Linked DNA regions of Mus musculus: regions 1, 3, 4, 5 and 6 are each linked to region 2. A link is a contact called in public HiChIP or PLAC-seq and promoter capture Hi-C data. All regions are on one chromosome and are shown on one strand. The core of a region is the stretch at or near the end of the contact, and the rest is flanking DNA. Distances in the headings are between cores, read along the strand shown.

The links. Promoter capture Hi-C pulls out the DNA fragments that hold promoters and counts their contacts. HiChIP or PLAC-seq counts read pairs in DNA pulled down with a chosen protein or histone mark.
Region 1: a promoter capture Hi-C map of liver shows a contact between it and region 2, with 3 times the contacts expected there. The contact joins the promoter of Slc5a5 here to the promoter of Niban3 in region 2. A contact is called at or near these places in 12 of 39 promoter capture datasets (the 3T3-L1 cell line, 3T3-L1-derived adipocytes, cranial neural crest and 8 more), 1 of 484 Hi-C or Micro-C datasets (liver), 6 of 115 datasets of contacts at active chromatin or transcription factors (astrocytes, bone marrow-derived macrophages, embryonic forebrain and 2 more) and 3 of 9 other capture datasets (adipose tissue, embryonic stem cells and liver).
Region 3: a contact with region 2 is called in an H3K4me3 HiChIP or PLAC-seq map of forebrain, with 3 times the contacts expected there. The contact joins the enhancer-like site here to the promoter of Niban3 in region 2. A contact is called at or near these places in 2 of 39 promoter capture datasets (cranial neural crest and second pharyngeal arch cranial neural crest), 1 of 484 Hi-C or Micro-C datasets (B cells) and 5 of 115 datasets of contacts at active chromatin or transcription factors (astrocytes, bone marrow-derived macrophages, embryonic forebrain and 2 more).
Region 4: a promoter capture Hi-C map of pre-B cells shows a contact between it and region 2. The contact joins the enhancer-like site here to the promoter of Niban3 in region 2. A contact is called at or near these places in 4 of 39 promoter capture datasets (the 3T3-L1 cell line, cranial neural crest, liver and 1 more) and 2 of 115 datasets of contacts at active chromatin or transcription factors (large pre-B cells and pro-B cells).
Region 5: a promoter capture Hi-C map of pre-B cells shows a contact between it and region 2, with 5 times the contacts expected there. The contact joins the promoter of Iqcn here to the promoter of Niban3 in region 2. A contact is called at or near these places in 3 of 39 promoter capture datasets (cranial neural crest, hippocampal neurons and pre-B cells), 1 of 484 Hi-C or Micro-C datasets (B cells) and 4 of 115 datasets of contacts at active chromatin or transcription factors (bone marrow-derived macrophages, forebrain, large pre-B cells and 1 more).
Region 6: an H3K4me3 HiChIP or PLAC-seq map of forebrain shows a contact between it and region 2, with 5 times the contacts expected there. The contact joins the promoter of Mast3 here to the promoter of Niban3 in region 2. A contact is called at or near these places in 7 of 39 promoter capture datasets (the C10 cell line, cranial neural crest, embryonic stem cells and 4 more), 7 of 115 datasets of contacts at active chromatin or transcription factors (astrocytes, bone marrow-derived macrophages, double positive thymocytes and 4 more) and 1 of 9 other capture datasets (embryonic stem cells).

Annotation. Positions count from the first base shown.
Region 1 is chr8:70,891,437-70,894,136 of GRCm38.p6, forward strand. It overlaps Slc5a5 (solute carrier family 5 (sodium iodide symporter), member 5), which reads right to left and starts at 1,321. Exons shown (of 15, transcript NM_053248.2): 1 at 869-1,321; 2 at 216-281. The coding sequence starts at 1,225.
Region 2 is chr8:71,596,335-71,599,034 of GRCm38.p6, forward strand. Niban3 (niban apoptosis regulator 3) reads left to right here and starts at 1,374. Exons shown (of 15, transcript NM_001384129.1): 1 at 1,374-1,489. The coding sequence starts at 1,435.
Region 3 is chr8:70,868,230-70,870,929 of GRCm38.p6, forward strand. Ccdc124 (coiled-coil domain containing 124) reads right to left here. Exons shown (of 5, transcript NM_026964.3): 2 at 1,676-1,845; 3 at 704-878; 4 at 508-622; 5 at 1-416. The coding sequence starts at 1,834. The coding sequence ends at 212. Among named protein-coding and RNA genes, the nearest start is that of Ccdc124, 3.9 kb to the right of the region's middle. Within about 2 kb of position 1,447, at least 43 of the 459 cell types and tissues checked have an H3K27ac peak or open chromatin away from gene starts, as enhancers often do. A contact at or near this core is called in bone marrow-derived macrophages and forebrain, where this site is marked.
Region 4 is chr8:72,353,138-72,355,837 of GRCm38.p6, forward strand. All of the region lies in intron 22 of Eps15l1 (epidermal growth factor receptor pathway substrate 15-like 1), which reads right to left. Among named protein-coding and RNA genes, the nearest start is that of Klf2, 35 kb to the left of the region's middle. Within about 2 kb of position 1,269, at least 99 of the 459 cell types and tissues checked have an H3K27ac peak or open chromatin away from gene starts, as enhancers often do. A contact at or near this core is called in liver, where this site is marked.
Region 5 is chr8:70,700,768-70,703,467 of GRCm38.p6, forward strand. Iqcn (IQ motif containing N) reads left to right here and starts at 1,258. Exons shown (of 4, transcript NM_001370847.1): 1 at 1,258-2,700.
Region 6 is chr8:70,791,091-70,793,790 of GRCm38.p6, forward strand. Mast3 (microtubule associated serine/threonine kinase 3) reads right to left here and starts at 1,343. Exons shown (of 26, transcript NM_199308.2): 1 at 1,136-1,343. The coding sequence starts at 1,224.

The DNA.
Region 1 (2,700 bases), core at 71-2,570, 700 kb before region 2:
GTTTTTAGGTAGGATGGGGTGGAGCTAGGTGAGAGGGTGCCCATAGGCAGAATGAGGGCAGAGCTATAGGCGTGGTCCTTGTATGTCCCAGAGAAGCTTAGCTCAAGCTGGAAGGGGGCGGGGCCAGGTAGGATGAGGGGTGTGGCGTGAGGTCAGGTTGGAGCGGGCTATGATAATTGCTCGTGTGGGCGTGGCAGGGCGGGCAGCTCGCTCACCGTGGCCACCAAGTACTGCAGCGTCCCGCAGAGCCGGACCGCTCGGCTGAAGCGCAGTTCTAGGTACTGCAGAGGGAGCCAAGGGCTGGAGGTTACCGGGCAAGTGACCCCTCAGCCATCCTCACTGTTTCTACTCTGTTCCGGAGTGCCCAACTGAGCTTACAGAGTCTCTGTGTAGGTTAAGCCGGCTTGGAACTCGCAGCAATCCTCCTGCCAAAGCTTCTCTAGTACTGAGATATCACACATGGGACTTCATATTGTCGCTACACTTGTTGGACCGTTGTTTCAGGGTGCCTAGTTGCGCCCTCAGATTTGAAACTGGGGTATCCCTAGGGAGTCCAAACTGGCCTGGTACTCATGGCAATCCTCCTGCCTCAATCTCCCTAGTGCTGAAACTGCAAGTGGATGCTATTCCGTTTTCACTACAGTTGTTGAGCGTTTGGGAAATCCTACACCTCACTGCAGGCGTTTGAACTCTGTCGGGCGCCGGTGGGTGGCTGGTACGGGCACTCGCAGGGACAGGTGTCAGCGGGAGGCCACTGCCCCGAGGCTGCTGCGAGCTGTGGGGCCCGGACTGGCTCTTCCTCCTTCCTGGCCCTGCCCGGTGCCCGCGGCATCTTCCCGGAACCTTCCCATGGGACCAAGTCCCCTACCTGGTAGGTGCTGGTAAGGCCCAGGCGGTAGAAGATCGGCAAGAAGAGCAAGGCTGTGAGCAGCGAATTGAGCAACTGGCCCACGCACATCCACAGAAACTTGAGACCGTAGCGCGCTGCCTCCGCGGGGACCCCGAGCACCTGCACAGCCGACATGAAGCTAGCGGCCAGCGACAGCCCCACAGGCACTGCCGCCAGCTGCCGGCCCCCGGTGAAGAAGTCGTCGGCGCTGCGCTGGCCGCCGCGGGCCAGGCCGACCCACAGACCGATGCCCGTGGACACCAGCAGCATGGTCGCGAACACGCCGTAGTCCCAGGGGCCGAAGGTGGCCCGGGCCCCTGCCTCCGCGCCCTCCATGGAGACAGGTAACTCGGAACGGAGAGGATGCGGAGGACGTCGGGGACTCTCAGAGCGAGCGTCGTCGCAGCGCGAGTTCCTGCTGGGCCGTCGACCCACAAGCTTTTCGCGCGGCGGATTTATTGGGCTCCGGGGTCAGCGCGGCCCCGCCCCCAGCCTGGGAGGCGGGCGCGACCCGCACCCTTTCCGTCCTGGGGCGAGCGGGCCTTCAGGGGTGCGGGCAACGGGGTTGGGGGGACACTAGCGTCTCCTGACACTTTCTCCCACATCTAGGGCTTGTTCCGTGTAGAGTTGTGAACAGACAGGAAGGGCCTTGGACGGCTCAGACCTCCGCTCCCCTCTGTTCACACAGCCTGCGGGAGTTAGGAACCAGAGCTACGAGGAACCCAGGACTGGGGTTCACTTTCGGGGACTTCCGGGCCCCATAAGGAAAAACGAGACTCGAGCCTTCCCCCCAGAGAGCATCTGCCTTTCTCCGCAGCGTGGGAGAAGGAACTGTCCACCCTTGCTAACCCGGTGGGAGGCACTCAGGTTCTCTTTGGAGAATTTCTTCCTTCTGTTTAGGACTCAGTTTCCCTACCTGCACAGGGCAGTCTGGACCTATGGTTGTATGTGTGTGTATGTGTGTGTGTGTGTGTGTGTGTGTGTATGCGTGTACGCACGCGTTTGAGGCTGAGTCTCATGTAGCTCAGGCTGGTATGGAGTCCTGACCAAGGCCCACCCTACCGGCAGGAACACAAGTGTGCACTACACCTGACCTGGCTGTCCTCCCCTTTCCTGTTCTCTTCCTTTCTTTCCCACAGGCTGACCACAAAGGTGTGTCAATCCTGCCATGGCTTCCCTAGTGCTGGGATGACAAGTGAGGGTTCATTGGATACCCATTTCTCCCTTCTTGTCGCAGGTACTTTGGCATACCTGGGTCCAGAACAGAAGTTTGCTGATAGTGGCTTTCAAGGGACCCAGGGCTTGGGATGATGCAGAACTGTCACCGGGACCCTTTTCTGGAGAACTGGCCGTTTCTGGGGTGTTCAGGGTTGATTCCCTATTGAGCCACGTCTGTACTTCCCGGGTGGTCTGATAAGTAAAACTAAGGCACACGCCCCCTGGTGGCCTCATATGCTGTATACTGGCTGGACTGCCTGCCTGGAGGTGCTGGTTAGGAGGGAGGCCTGGCTAGGGCAGTCTCCTAAACCTAGGTGGCAGGCGGGCTTGAGGGCATTACTGATGAGGTTGAAAGGGCTTTTCTCTTCTTATTAGACTTTATTTTATATTTACATGTGGGTACACTGTAGCTGGCTTCAGACACACCAGAAGGCGGCACTGGATTCCATTACAGATGGTTGTGAGCCACATTGTGGTTGCTGGGAACTGAACTCAGGACCTCTGGAAGAGCAGTCAGTGCTCTTAACTGAGCCAATCTCTCCAGCCCGGGGTTTCAGGTTTTTGCAAGGCTTCAGAATGGGTAGAACTAAGAT
Region 2 (2,700 bases), core at 124-2,623:
AGCGTGGCCTGGACTTCTGGCCCGGCAGTGTATGCTCTGTTCCAAGTCTGGCCACATTCTCTGCTCCAAGGGTCAGAACTAACTCACAGGTACCAGGCTCCTTGCGGTCCCGAGTGACTGCTTGTGTTCTAGCCATGGTGAAGAGAAGGGTTCACCTGGGGCCTCAGCCAGAGCCTTCATGGCCCCCTGAGGATGCACTGTCTCCTGCAAGCTTGTTCGGAGCCTTGAGCAGGGTGAGCTACCTGATAAGGTTCTCCTGATGTTGTCACAGGGCCCCCTACCGATGGGAGAAGTGTCTGGGGTGACTCTTGGGATGCTTTCTCCCTTAGACAGTTTTTTCTCTTGCCGCTTATAAAGACTGGGATGTGGGTCCAGAGACTGGAGTATAAGCAGCCAGCTTGGAGCATGAAGTGGGTCGGTGCATCATTGTCCTGACCCTGCCAGTTCCAAGGACCTAGTTGGAGAGGCTGGTGGGCTTGTCTGAGGGAACATCCCCTCACCAAGGTAATGCAAGCCAGGCAGGAGGTAGGAATTGAAGCCTCCCAGAACCGACTTGGCAGGTAGGCCAGAAGGGCGGGGCCAGAACCACAAATGTGAACTTTCTTTAGATGTCTGGTCCCTGAGGGCTCCTCAGCTGTGGCAAAGAGGAAGTAGGATAGGCTGGGGCAGAAGCCAGCAAAAGACACAGTGGAAAATCCTGGGGACTTCTACAAGAGCAGGTGCCACCCACGCACCAGCCAAGCAGAGGCTGAGACACCCTGAGAAAGGAAAGGGACATAGGCATGAGGACCCCATGTGAGCGCTGTGTCCCTTTCTCAAGGGGGAATTTACTGCTTTGCCATTGATGCATAGGACCTGCCTCATGCTTCAAGGTGGCCACTTACACTCCAGCCATCACATTCCAGCCTCTGGAAAGGGAAAAGAAAAGGAAGGTGCCTACATGTAAGGAAGCAGGCTACATGGGGATGGGTGTGTGTGTGTGTGTGTGTGTGTGTGTGTGTGTGGTGTCCCTCCATACTGATAACCTACTCCTTGCTCATTCATTTGTTCAGTCAGCAACCCATTCCTTTGGCTTTCAGAGATAGGACTTCATGTAGCCCAGGCTGGCCTCCATGGCCTAAACTCCCCATCCCCCTGCCTCTGCTTTCTGAGTGCTGGGATGGCAGAGATGTGCCCCACCCATCCATCTGTGCCAGGGCGTTGTTTTTTTTCTCACACTCCCTGGGTCTCCCCTGGGGCTGTCCCCACTACCCCTGACAGAAACCACCAGTCTTGGTCCAGCCTGTCCCTTGAGGCCAGGAGGAGGCAGGTGCAGACAGGAGGGGTGGAGAGTGGTACCAGATGGCCATATGTACCCTCCTGGCACTTGGGCCACTCAGCTGCCATCCAGTATCCTGAGCAGAGGGACCCAGGACAGCTCTGTATGGTGGCAGGATGGGGGCACAGCCTTCCTGCCCCCTGGGTAGACGGCAGCGGCAGCAGCTTCAGGGTAAGCAGACAGGTCAGGGTCAAGTCATGCTGCCATTGCATGCGAGGCCAATGCTGGCATGTGCTCCTGGTGCCAATACAGGGTTCATTATTTTAACTGTCTCTGGTCTTGTCAGGGGTGGGCTTGTGTTGGAAGATTTCAGATTTTTTTGTTCAGTTTTTCGAGACAGGGTTTTTCTGCGTAGCCATGGCTGTCCTGGAGCTCACTCTGTAGACCAGGCTGGCCTCGAACTCAGAGAGATCAAAGGCACACTCCATCCTGCCTGGCTCTGGAGGGCTCCAGATTTAAATGAAATCCAAGTAGCTGGATACAGTGTTACACACCTGCCATCCGAGCACTTGGGAGGCACAGGCAGGCAGATCTCTGGGAGTTTGAGGCCAGACTGGCCTAAAGAGTGAGTTCCAAGACAGCCTGGGCTATATGCAACTCTGTCTCAAGACAAAACAAAGTGAAATGTGAAGTTTTTGATTTGTTAGTGGAAGCTAGGGCCCCACTGAGGTTGGGGGTAAGGGCACGGTCAGGTGGTCTCTGAGGCTGGGAAGTCTGTCTGCATGGACACTGGGACTTGACTAAGGCTTAGCCAAGGCCAGGCTGAGCTTCAGCTCCCTGTCCTGTCCCACACCTTGACCTGGGAGAGTGTCTAGACCAGCAGGACTTGGTGGATGTCCCCAAGGGAGGTGGCTAGACCAGGCTGGAGGAGGGTGTGTGGTTACAGTGAGTATGAGAACAGCATTTGGGGAGGGGAACAGCCCATGCAAAACCCTGCATGTGCTGCTGAGTAATCTCTCCAAGTCCCAGGATTGACCACCACTTGTATTTGCTGTGTGCCACTGGGTGAATAAATTGCCCTCTCTGGGCCTCATTCTCCTGAGATGCAGCAACATATTTGGTTTTTTGGTTTTGTTTTTTTGAGACAGGGTTTCTTTGTATAGCTCTGGCTGTCCTGAAACTCACTTTGTAGACCAGACTGGCCTCGAACTCAGAAATCCACCTGCCTCTGCCTCCCGAGTGCTGGGATTAAAGGTGTGCGCCACCACGCCCGGCTTGCAGCAACATATTTGGAAGAAAGGCTTTTGTGTGTGTACATGTGCTTGCCAGTGATTAACATCAGCTGTCCTAAGACTGCTTTCCACCTTATTCACTGAGGCATGGTCTATGCTGGCACTCACCAGTTCTGGCTACTCCAGTGAGCCAGCTGGTCCTGGGATGAC
Region 3 (2,700 bases), core at 197-2,696, 730 kb before region 2:
GCCTCGCCACAGCCTTTATTGGGAGGGTACTCCACTGGGCTCTGCAGGGCTCACGGGGACTAGGATGTCAGAGCAGGGACCCTCTGGGTTGTTGAGGATGACCTATGGCGCAGCTGGGAGAATCCCAGGCCCGGAACTCTATGAATCCCTGGTCAGGCCTGGCTGGAGGGGGATGAGCTGACTCAGACAAGCTGGACTCAGCCTGGTTCTGTCACTTGGGCGCATTAAAGGGCAGGGCGCGCTGGTTCATCGGGTTGTCAGGGGAGCGCAACCACTCCTTCTTCAGCAGCTGCTTCAGTTGCGACAGCCGCATGTTGGGGTTCTCCTGCTTCAACCGTGGCAGTTGCACCTCCTCAAACGCGGTGAAGGCCGCTCGCATCCGGCGCTCAGGATGCCGGTCAGCTTCCTCAGCCACACTGCAAGTCAAGGAGTCAGGACCCAGACCTAAGTCCCGCCCCAACAAACTCTCCTCTTCAGGGCCCCGCCCACACAGCCCGCCCCGCCCACCTGAGCACTGCGATGGCGTCCTCCACAGTGCGCGCCTCCACGCTGCCCTCTTCCTGCAGGCGCCGGTTAAGGTTCTCTTCCAGTGGCAGCTCTAGGTGGCTCTTAGCCTTTTCCACTGTGGGTGACAGGGACAGAATATGAGAACGAGGCGTTGGCGCGAAGCCCTCGGGGGATTTGCCCCAGGCCACATGCACACCTGGCTCTGCCCGCTGCTCTCTCCGCAGCGAGTCCTCGATCTGTGCACGTGTGACCTTGGCGGGCGCCACACGTGGGGCCTTGCCGCCTTTGAGCCGTGAGTCTTCCTCCTCCAGCAGGCGCTGCGTCTCCTTCTTGCGCTCCAGCTGCTCCAGGCGTCGCTTCTCCTTCTCCTCCTGCAGGGGCAACAGGGGAAGGCTATGTAGACAGAAGCTGCCTGGGTGCCCAGGGTGGAACCCAAGAGGGCGCTGCTCCCTCCTTCCCTATCCCCCCAGGGCACCCTTGTACAAAAGGACCTGGGCAGCTAAAGTGCTTCACAAGGGTATTTCCATGTGCCTTTACCCCAAAGGCAGAGAGGAATGCCTATCTGGGGTCAAAATCAAAGGTGTTTGAAGGCAGCATCTTCCGGAGGCTCCTTTGCCTCAGCGCTATCTCGCTACATGGCTTTTGAATAGCACCCTGCCCTGTGGAATTCCTCCACTAGCTCTGAACATCCCACTCCCACTCTGTCTTCTGGGGACAGAGGGTCTGGGCAGGGTCGTGCACCAGGACAGCTCATCCCAAAAGAAGGTCATCAGTACTGAGAAAGACACACAGAATTCTGATCATGGTGCGAACCTGGAGTACCACCAAGCTGCAGGGGGAGCTGAGGCAGGTGGAGAGGCTGAGCCCGGGTGTTCCAGGCCAGCCTGGGTGATAGAAACAGAACAATGACCAACCCCCTGGATAGCAGGGCGAGGCCTGCTGTGGAGACAGGGTCTCTGTTGCCACCTAGTGGGCAGACACGTCAGCACCAAGCCCGAACCACTCCAGTACCAAGTAGGCACCTGGGGCTGGCTCAAGACAGGCCTCGGTCAGGAATGTCACAATAAGGTTGGAGACAAACACAGACCCACTTCAGCTAGCTTCTGAGTATGCATCCCTCCATGGCTACCTCGAGCCACCTTTCAACACCGAAGCCCATGCCGCCCACCTTGCGTTGCTCCTTCCGCATCACGTGTTTGTCCTCATCCTTCCAGTAAGCATCTTCCAGCTCCTTCTGTTTCTTGGCATCAGCGGCCGCCTTGGCTTCAGCCCTCCGTGCTCGGGCAGCTGCCGACTTGCTGTTCTCGCCCTGGAACTTCTTGGGCATCCCTCAGCAGGCTGCAGGAAGGACACCGTGGAGGGGCTGGACTGTGACTAGGACCCACCCATCTCCAAGACTTTACAGACTGCTTGCAAAAGCGATTTTTTAAAAAACAGGGTCTCATTATGTAGAGCAGGCTGGCCTGACATGATCCTGTCTGACCCTTGGACGCTATTAGGATAGCAAGGAGCAGCGAGTCCCTCAAGTCAGCATTTCCTCTCATTTTATTAACATATATAACAACTCTGTACCCACAAAACGTAGGCAGGGCCTCCACAGGGCGGAGGGAGCTCCACCTGAACCTCCACACTGGAGGACAGGGGCTCTAGCCCTGAGCCATGTCCTCACCCCTCCCTGGTGATTCTAGGAAGGGGCTCTACTGTTGTGTTTCTTCTGAGGCTTTTGAACAATTTTTTAAAAAAGATTTATTGCTGGGCGGTGGTGGCACACGCCTTTAATCCCAGCATTGGGAGGCAGAGGCAGGCGGGTTTCTGAGTTCAAGACCAGCCTGGTCTACAGAGTAAGTTCCAGGATAGCCAGGGTGTCTTGAAAAAATAATTAATTTTAAAAGATTTATTTATTTTATGTATGTGAGTACACTGTCGCTCTTCTCAGACACACCAGAAGAGGGCACCGGGTGCCATTGCAGATGGTTGTGAGCCACCATGTGGTTGATGGGAACTGAACTCAGGACCTTGTGCTCTTAACCACTGAGCCATCTCTCCAGCCTACTGAAATAATTTTTTTAAAACTATAATTACAACGTTGTGCAAAGACCAACACTGCGTACTCCAGAAGACTCCAATCCTATCAGCTGTCACTTCCGTTCCTTGCTCCAGCTCCTGAGCTACTTCCCCTCTGCCTGTCCCTGG
Region 4 (2,700 bases), core at 19-2,518, 760 kb after region 2:
TACTGACCACAAGCGTGAGCTACTATACTGAGCTCACTACAGGGGTGATGTGTCAATCATTTATATACCTAGAGACCTGGCCTGAGTCCTTTAGGTGATCAAAGAGTGGACCTTCAGCCAAGTGAGGGCCTGGGAGTTGTTCCCACCCACTTACTACCACAGAGGCCCGGTAGGAAGGCCCAGTCTTTCTGGGCTTACATCCTGCAGGTCCCCCAGAACCTCCACTGTCCAGATTGTGACCCACCTCTGGTGAGGCATTTACTCGTTAATGAATATCAGGCCACAGGACACCCACTGGATCCACCTTGCTGAGTGCAAAAGGGTGGGTGTGCTGAGGTAGGCACTATTTCTATTTTCAAACTGTTCTGCCAAATCTTCCCTCAACAACAGCCGGCCTCAGGCTGCTGAAACCAGCTGGATTAGCATGGGTTCCTCCACCGCCTGGGAAGGCAAACCCATACAGTATATGGGTGCCTCCCTCCCTCAGCCAGCATAGATCTACAGCAGCCACTGGTTATCCCGAGCCCTGGGACAGACCCTCCAGGGTGCCATAGCAACAGCAGAGCAGTGAGTGCCCTGAGTGTGTGGGGGCTGGGGGCTGCTTCAATGCCTTCCGGCCATCCTGGCTGCTAGCGAACACCAGAACCTTCCTGAAATGGAACAAGTACATTCCTTTCTATACTCTCCAGTGTACCCAGCGCATTATCTCTTTGCCACCATCGTGGGAACGGAATTAAAGTAGTTATATTCAGGGCAGAGGTGCTAACCACAGGCTCAGACAGTGATGCCATTTGACAATACGAAGTAACAAGGGGCTTGGGCATAGACAGGACAGCCAGCAGCACCAGGGCCCTGACCCGCAGGTTCCATCCTCTTCCTGGGATCTCACAGAAAGGCTGAAAGTTCACAGGATTGGGCTGCTTACAATCCTAAATATTCCCTGTGCCTGTACCCTGCTGACCCTGTGAGAAAGCCTTGGCCATTCTGCATAGATAGCATGTGGGTGGGGGAGGACTTTTCTGCTCGAGGAGAATGACTTTTTGCGGAGGAATTCAATACACAGGCTAGACCATTCTTATGTAGCTTGGGAATGGGCTGCTCACTAACACAAGCACTCTCAGTGGTGCTGTGGGAAAGGGAAAAAAAAAGCTGCCAAAATCTTCCTCCTGTAGGACATCTGGCCTTGCAGATGGGGTGGAGAGGTCATGAGTAGTTATAAAGATGATCATTAACTTAGGGAGAGGTTAAAGGTGACTGGCTGGTGAGTGGGTGTCACTGGGGCAGCGGGTAGGCTCTGCTGGGAGCCGCAGGGCAGCGCTGGCAGGAAGTGGCAGGGTGGGGCCCGCCAGGATCCCGCTATCTCAGGCAACCCAATCACTGACGCCCACACAGCCGTTTCCTGAGCTTAAAAAAATCTGTTTCTCTCTTTGCAAATCAACAACTTTTACCTAGAAACTTCAGCGGTGAGTTCTGACTGATCTCCATCTCCGTCCGTTGAAGAAAATACACCACTGTTTACCTGAGGGAGGCGTGTGCTCACTCCAACTGGCGTGTTTCAGGGCTGTTTTGCATGTGTCTGAAAGCAATCAACTGCTTCAGTCCCAGACACCTGCAGGTTATTTAATACATTGATGGACCTTTCTAGAAAAGATCTCCAGGCAGGAGAATGTAGAGCTTTCAAGACATCCAATTTCTGTGCACATCCCAGCAGCCTAAGGCTCACACTCTGAAGCTTCAAGGAGAAAACTATACCCTTAGCATCAAGCTGCTAGCCACCTCAGCTGCTACCAGCAGCAGTGACTGTCCAGATGCTTAGGGAGACTATTCGACAGACCAAACTGATCTCTGTGAGAGCAGAGACTGAACTCCAAGATAGAACACAACAGCAGAGTAGTGTATAACCCCAGGCCCACACTGACACTCATCCTGGGTAATGATTCTCAGGGGACCCAGGGCTGGCTTTAAATTTGACACCTTAAACATCAACACTTTTCAACAGAAGACATTTTTCTGAATTGTCACCTCATCTGGGTCAGGCCCAGGTGACACAGGTGGCTGTGGGGGGTGAACACATAATACAATACAGATCCCACACAACACCACCATGCCAAGTGCTTTACTGACATCTTGGACTCAGGGCTGCCCAGGGACATCTGCCTGGGGCCTTCACATTCCCCAAAGCAGCCTGACTGAACAACCCCTTAGAGTTGGATAGGTAGCCCAGAGCCCACTAGCTCCTTCAGGTTAGAAAAGCCCAGGTAGGAAGGTGGTGGCCTAAGAGCTCTCTCACATGCAGGGCAGCAGGACTGCAGAGAAGCCACTGTCTCTCCTGACTCCTGAGCCAGGTAAAGCATGTCTTGGGAAGCACTGTGGCATGCTTTCTCCATCAGAAGGCCGACCATCCCTGGAGGTCCTTGGGCAGGCACCCTCACCTCATCTATCTCCTCCTAGCCATGCTGGGACCAGCCCACTGCAGAGTTCCACATCTGTCTGACATCCCAAGGGACTGAGCAATGGGGTGTGACCAGCTAAAGGTATTTATTGCTGTACACTGGTCATATGGTTTTCCCCAATGGAAATTGGGTAGGCAGAAAACCACCATCCAAAAACAGTGTATAATGGGGCAGGAGGATGGTTGAGTTCCCAGTCACCATAGAGATCCTGTCTCAAACACCATAAAATAAGATAAAGTTTCCACTT
Region 5 (2,700 bases), core at 8-2,507, 900 kb before region 2:
CCTGCACATCTGCTGCGCAGCGAGCGCCACCTAGGTGCACGCTGTCGGCCCAGGTCCAGGTGGCACCAGGACGCAATCCTGGACTAGCCTATCAATTTAGCTGGTATATCCTTTAGGAAGAAGAGTGACTACATGGGAAGGGGCAGAAGGAAGTGCTTACAAGCTTGGGGCCTCCGGGATTCATCCATACAGAAAAGAGCTGGGCTTGCAGCCTGTGCTCACTAGATTTTATTCGCCTTTGTTGGTTTCAAAGGGTACCTCAGACCCAGAGCCTTCTCTGCAAGTCTATGTGGGAGCCTAGAATCATGTAGGTGCATTTAAATATCTCCCTGACACGCCCCCTTCTCGCAGCACCTGCTCTATTTTGAGGAAACAATATTCAGCGAAGTAAAGCAATTGTCTTGAGTCACATAGCATCTTTATTTTTGAGACAAGGATACTTCATGTAGTCTTGACTGTTCTGGAACTTTCTATGCAGACCAGCCAGAGCTCCCCCTGCCTCTGCTTCCTGAGTGCTGGGGTTAAAGGTATGTGCCATCACACCTGCCTGTTTCATCTCCGTTTTCAGTGCCCTGGGCTTAGAGCAGATTAATCAAGGTCGTCCAGCTCAGCCCAGTGGGAACATCTGACCCTAGGTCTCGTCTCCCCTCCCCTCCCCCATGTTATATATACAGTTTCCTGTCAGCCCTGGCCACTGCTGTTGAGACCCTGGGTCTTGAGGCTCTCAGGGTGTCACTGTGGGTGATAGGTCACATGGTAAGTCCCAGTGGGTGGCAGGTGTCCCTAGACAGCTGCTGAGTGCCTGCCTGCCCGCCCTGAATGGAACTCTTGTGGGTCCAGCTTGGTTCTGGCATCATCCTAACATTTGGGAGGCCGAGGCGGGAGACTCCTCAATCCTAGACCAGCCCAGGCTACACACCCTGTCTAGTAAGACTAAAGCTAGTAATGAAAAGGCTTGAACATAGGTTCCCTGGATGCTGGGATGACAATCTAGTTCATACAGTGTGAGGATGGAGCCCAGGGCTGAGTTTCCTGGGCAGGCACTCTCCTGAGCTTCGGGCACATAAGAGTTCCAGCTTGGGTACCATGGTGGAGTTTTGCAGCAGCTATGAAAGCTATACTCTTCCTTTGTGGGCCTCTATCTTATGTGCTCTGAAAAGGGGGTGTCCTGATCTTGGTTCCCCTCTTCCCTGTCCCTCTCAGGGCCAAGATGATTATTATTATTGTTGTTTTGTGGGTTTTTTTTTTTTTTTGAGACAGGGTTTTTCTCCTGTAGCCTTGGCTATCCTGGAACTCACTTTATAGACCAAGCTGACCTCAAACTCAGAAATCCTCCTGCCTCTGCCTCCCAAGTGCTGGGATCAAAGGTGTGTGCCACCACTGCCCAGCTGGGCCAAGATTATTGTACCCCTATTACACAGCAGTGGCCCAGAAACCTGTTCTACAGGCTGTGAACAGCATAGTAGAAATTTGAACTCTGACCTCTCCTTTGGCCCTTGAAATGTTGGGATACCATGTACACCAGTGTCTGCAGTGTTCTGCTTTTGTAGTGTTAGATGGAATCTGGATCTTTATAAAGATTTGTGTTGTTTGAGATGATGTCTTACTGTATAGCCCAGACTGGCCTCGAACTCAGTTTTTCCCACCTCTGGGACTAAAGGCATGTGCCACCACAGCGGCCCAATGAGGTTTTGTTGATGTTGGGAGTGTTTCCAGTCAGCTGATCAGAGCCAGGCTGGGCCCTGCAAGCCTGTGACTTAAGCACTTGCAATGTAGAGGCAGAAGGGCCATGAGTTTCAGTCCAGCCTGGGGTATATAAGGAGCCTATCTCAAAACACCAAGGACTCTTGACAGAGCACATCATGTGCCCAGGGGGCCTGGGCTCAGAGTTCTGTTCCCCAGCATTGAAAGGCTGGCTCTGCAATTCAAGTACATTTCTTTCCCTGAGTCTCATCTAGCACATGGGCTAAGACCACCATATCTAGGTGCCCAAAGAAACAAAAGGCTCACTAGAAGTGCTCACAACAGCTAAAGGACAGAGGAGAGAGGCAGGGAAAAGCCACAGGGTTGTATGTCTGCTCTTTGCATAGAGGCCTTGTTCTAGTAGCCCCTTGGCCAGGCGAAGTGGTTCTGGCTTGAGCCTGCTGTGCATAGGCCAAGGTGTGTGTCAGCCTTGGCTGGAGCATCTATGACTCACACTGGGTATGAGCCCAGCCTGGGGAGGTGGCCCAGAACATTGGCTTCACTCCATCTGCCCCCTCCTAGGGCTGTGGCTCACACTGCATGACCTTTTATTTTTTTCTACACAGGGTCTCCATATGCAGCCCAGGCTGGCCTGGAACTCACCAAAATCCATAAACTCTCGGTGCTTGACTGTTGCAGGCCATATGAAGCTTTGCACGTGTCTTTTCATGCCCTCCAGGAGATGTCTCCAGGACATCTTGGAGGCTCAGCAGCTATGTCAGGTGGTGACAGAACTCCCTCCAAACACAAGGCAAGAGGGGGGAAGGCTAGCTCTATGCTCAGAGCCCTAATTTTCCTTCCCTGTTGGACCATCAGGACAGCTCAGATCCTCTTGTCCTGTCAGGGGCCCCAGTTCCAAGCTCTAGAACCCTTTCCCCTAAATGCTGCTGGGGATTGGTCGGAACTCACCTGGAGTCATAAAGACATTTGGGTGCCCCGGTTCCCAAGGCTGGCTGT
Region 6 (2,700 bases), core at 93-2,592, 810 kb before region 2:
AAAGTGTCAGGGAGGGAGCGACAGGAGGGGCCCTAAGGAGGCAGGGAGGGTTTTGGGTAACAGAAGGGCAGTTTGCAGGCCAAGATAGGAGGTGCCGCAGGCAGCAAAGGGCATAGGTTTTAGGGAGCTGAGCCCAGCCTGTCTGTTGCTGCAGGAGGCTCTGTTTTCCCCATCAGGACAACCAGAAGGTGCACAAAATCAACACACCCTGTGAAGCTGGCCTTGGGGGACCTATGCTCTAAGAGCCTGCCTACAGGAGGCCACGCCCCCAGAGTCAGCTAAGCCACAGGTGTGGACACAGTACAAACCAGCATTGAGCTGGGGGACCCACCAACTGTACCTGCTCTTCACACAGGGAAATCGGGGCTACCAGCTACCAAGAGGGTAAAGAATTGCCCCCTAGGCTGAAGTGTGGGTGCAGAAGCGGAACCCAAAGGGCCCTGCAAGACTTCCTGTCGCCCCCCCTCTGCACACGACACACACTGGCAGCCACATCCTCTCCCTGCCCTGCTGTCCCATGGTCCTGCACCGGTAGCCAATGAGACTGGTTGGTTCCTTTCCCTTATGCTTAGACAAGACCTTGAAAACAACCATATTGGACGCCTCAGAGAACCTGGATCATCTCACTTGAGCACACATTAAATGCCAACTGCTTACACTGTTCCTTGCTCTAAAAGGCCTGTAAGCCATGGTAGGCACCACACTATCTCAAGGCCCAGTCGAAGCTTTGGATCGAGCACTCAGGGTCCTTGCATCTCAGACTTTTCCCAACTATGCTAACCTAAATACAGAGAAACACAAGCACAGAGAGGTTGAAGAACTACCTGGAGTCACACCGCACGGTAAAAGCTATCTTACAATTAGAACCTGGGTCGACAGTTGAGGCACCATCTCTCTTGGCCTCTGTGCCTTGCAAAGGAGGACCTGGGCCGAGGAGAAGCATGCCTTCTTGGCTGTAGACCTGCCACCCACTCGTCAGTCTGGGCCATGAGTATTTGCATCTGCGCCAACATTTCCGCTGAGTGTCCAGAACAGACTGCTTCATTCTTCCCAAATTCATCGCTTTGCAAGGCCCGAGTCCCAAGTTCAAATACCGGCGTCCACAGCTAGACCCTGCGCCCCAAGCCGTCCCTACCTTTTGGAACGCTGTAGCAGCGCACCCTTGGCCAGGCGGCTGCGGTGCCCCGGGGCCGCGACCGCGGTCCAGTAGCTGGGGTCGGACATGCTGCCGCCCTCCGTCTGCCCGGGCCTCGGCCAGATCGGCCGGATTCGGCCTGAGCCCCGTAGAGCGGCCCAGTGGCCGCGGGCAACAAGGAGCGCGCGCGGTAGCAAGGAGGAAGCCCGGCTGGGAGCCCCGCCCAGTCACGGGGCGGAGCCTGAGGGGGCGTGGCGTCGTGATGGAGGAGGAAGGGGGGCGAGGCGTTGCTACAGTGCTAGGCGGGGCGTTGCTAGGGTCCCCAACTAAGGAGCTTTTGTTGCTACAGCTCTGCCGGAAGCGCTGGGATGGAGCGCAGTTAGAACCCGCCTGTCGGTGCCCAGCATTGCCAGGGCCTTGAGGGACAGCGCGGGGCGTTGCTAGGGCCCCGAGCAGATCGGCGCGGCGTAGTGGACGTTGCTAGGGCTCTGGGACTAACGTGAGCGTTGCTAGGCCCCCTAGCAGCACAGGCAGGGGTTTGCTAGGGTTCTGAGCATAGGGGGCGGGGTTACCTGGCCGTTGCTAGGGCTCTAGGTAGCAAGGGCGGGGCGTTGCTATGGACCTCAGCAACACAGGCAGGTTGTTGCTAGAGCTCTAAGCACCAGGAGAGGCACCCTGACAGGAGAGCGAGGCGTTGCTATGGACCTCAGCAGCCCAGGCAGGGCTTTGCTATGGTTCTGAGCATTGGGGGGGCGGGGCTACCTGGCCGTTGCTAGGGCACTGCGCGGTGAGGGCGGGGCGTCGCTAGGGCCACAACAAGCAGGTGGGGCGTTGCTAGGGCCTGGACGGCGGAGTAGAGCTTTGGCGGTGCTAGTAGTGCAGGCTGTGACGGGTCTGCCCTCTGACTTGGAGGTGTTAGCCCTGCCTGGCTCTTCCCCTTTCCTTCCCATCTGTATGATGTCTGCGATGAACGCAGTGTGCATGGCCACGAAAGCCATTACCAAAGGCGATAAGTCATATATACTACAAACCAAAGGAATATGTCCTTTTCCCCCAGGTCCTAGGTAGCCAGTGGTCATTCTGACAGCACCCGACTCCCTGGACTTTTAGACACCGGATCAGAGCCTTGCTCGGATTTGAAGCTCAGATCCTATATTTGGTGCAAGAAGATAGCTGGGGAAACTGAGGCACATGCACCCAGGTTTTCCCCAACTCATCCTTGTCAAGTCACTCTGAGACTCTGCCACGTCTCCTCCAGGCTCTTTGCCACGTCAGGCGTTTCCCATGCTGCTGGCTGCAGCACAAACCCATATCCAGTCATTTATTCACTTGATAAACATTTATTGAACACTTACAGTTTACCTGCCTCTGGGACATCTAGGGGTGACTTCAAGGTAGTCCTTGATCTCAGATAAGGAGACAGATGAAGAATGTCAAAGAGTAACTTCAAAGAAAGAGGGATATAGCTGTGCTGGCAGAATGCTTGCCTGGCATGGAGGGCTCCATCCCAGCCCTCACCACACTTTTGGAGGTGGTAACACACACCTGTTGTCACAGGACTTGAG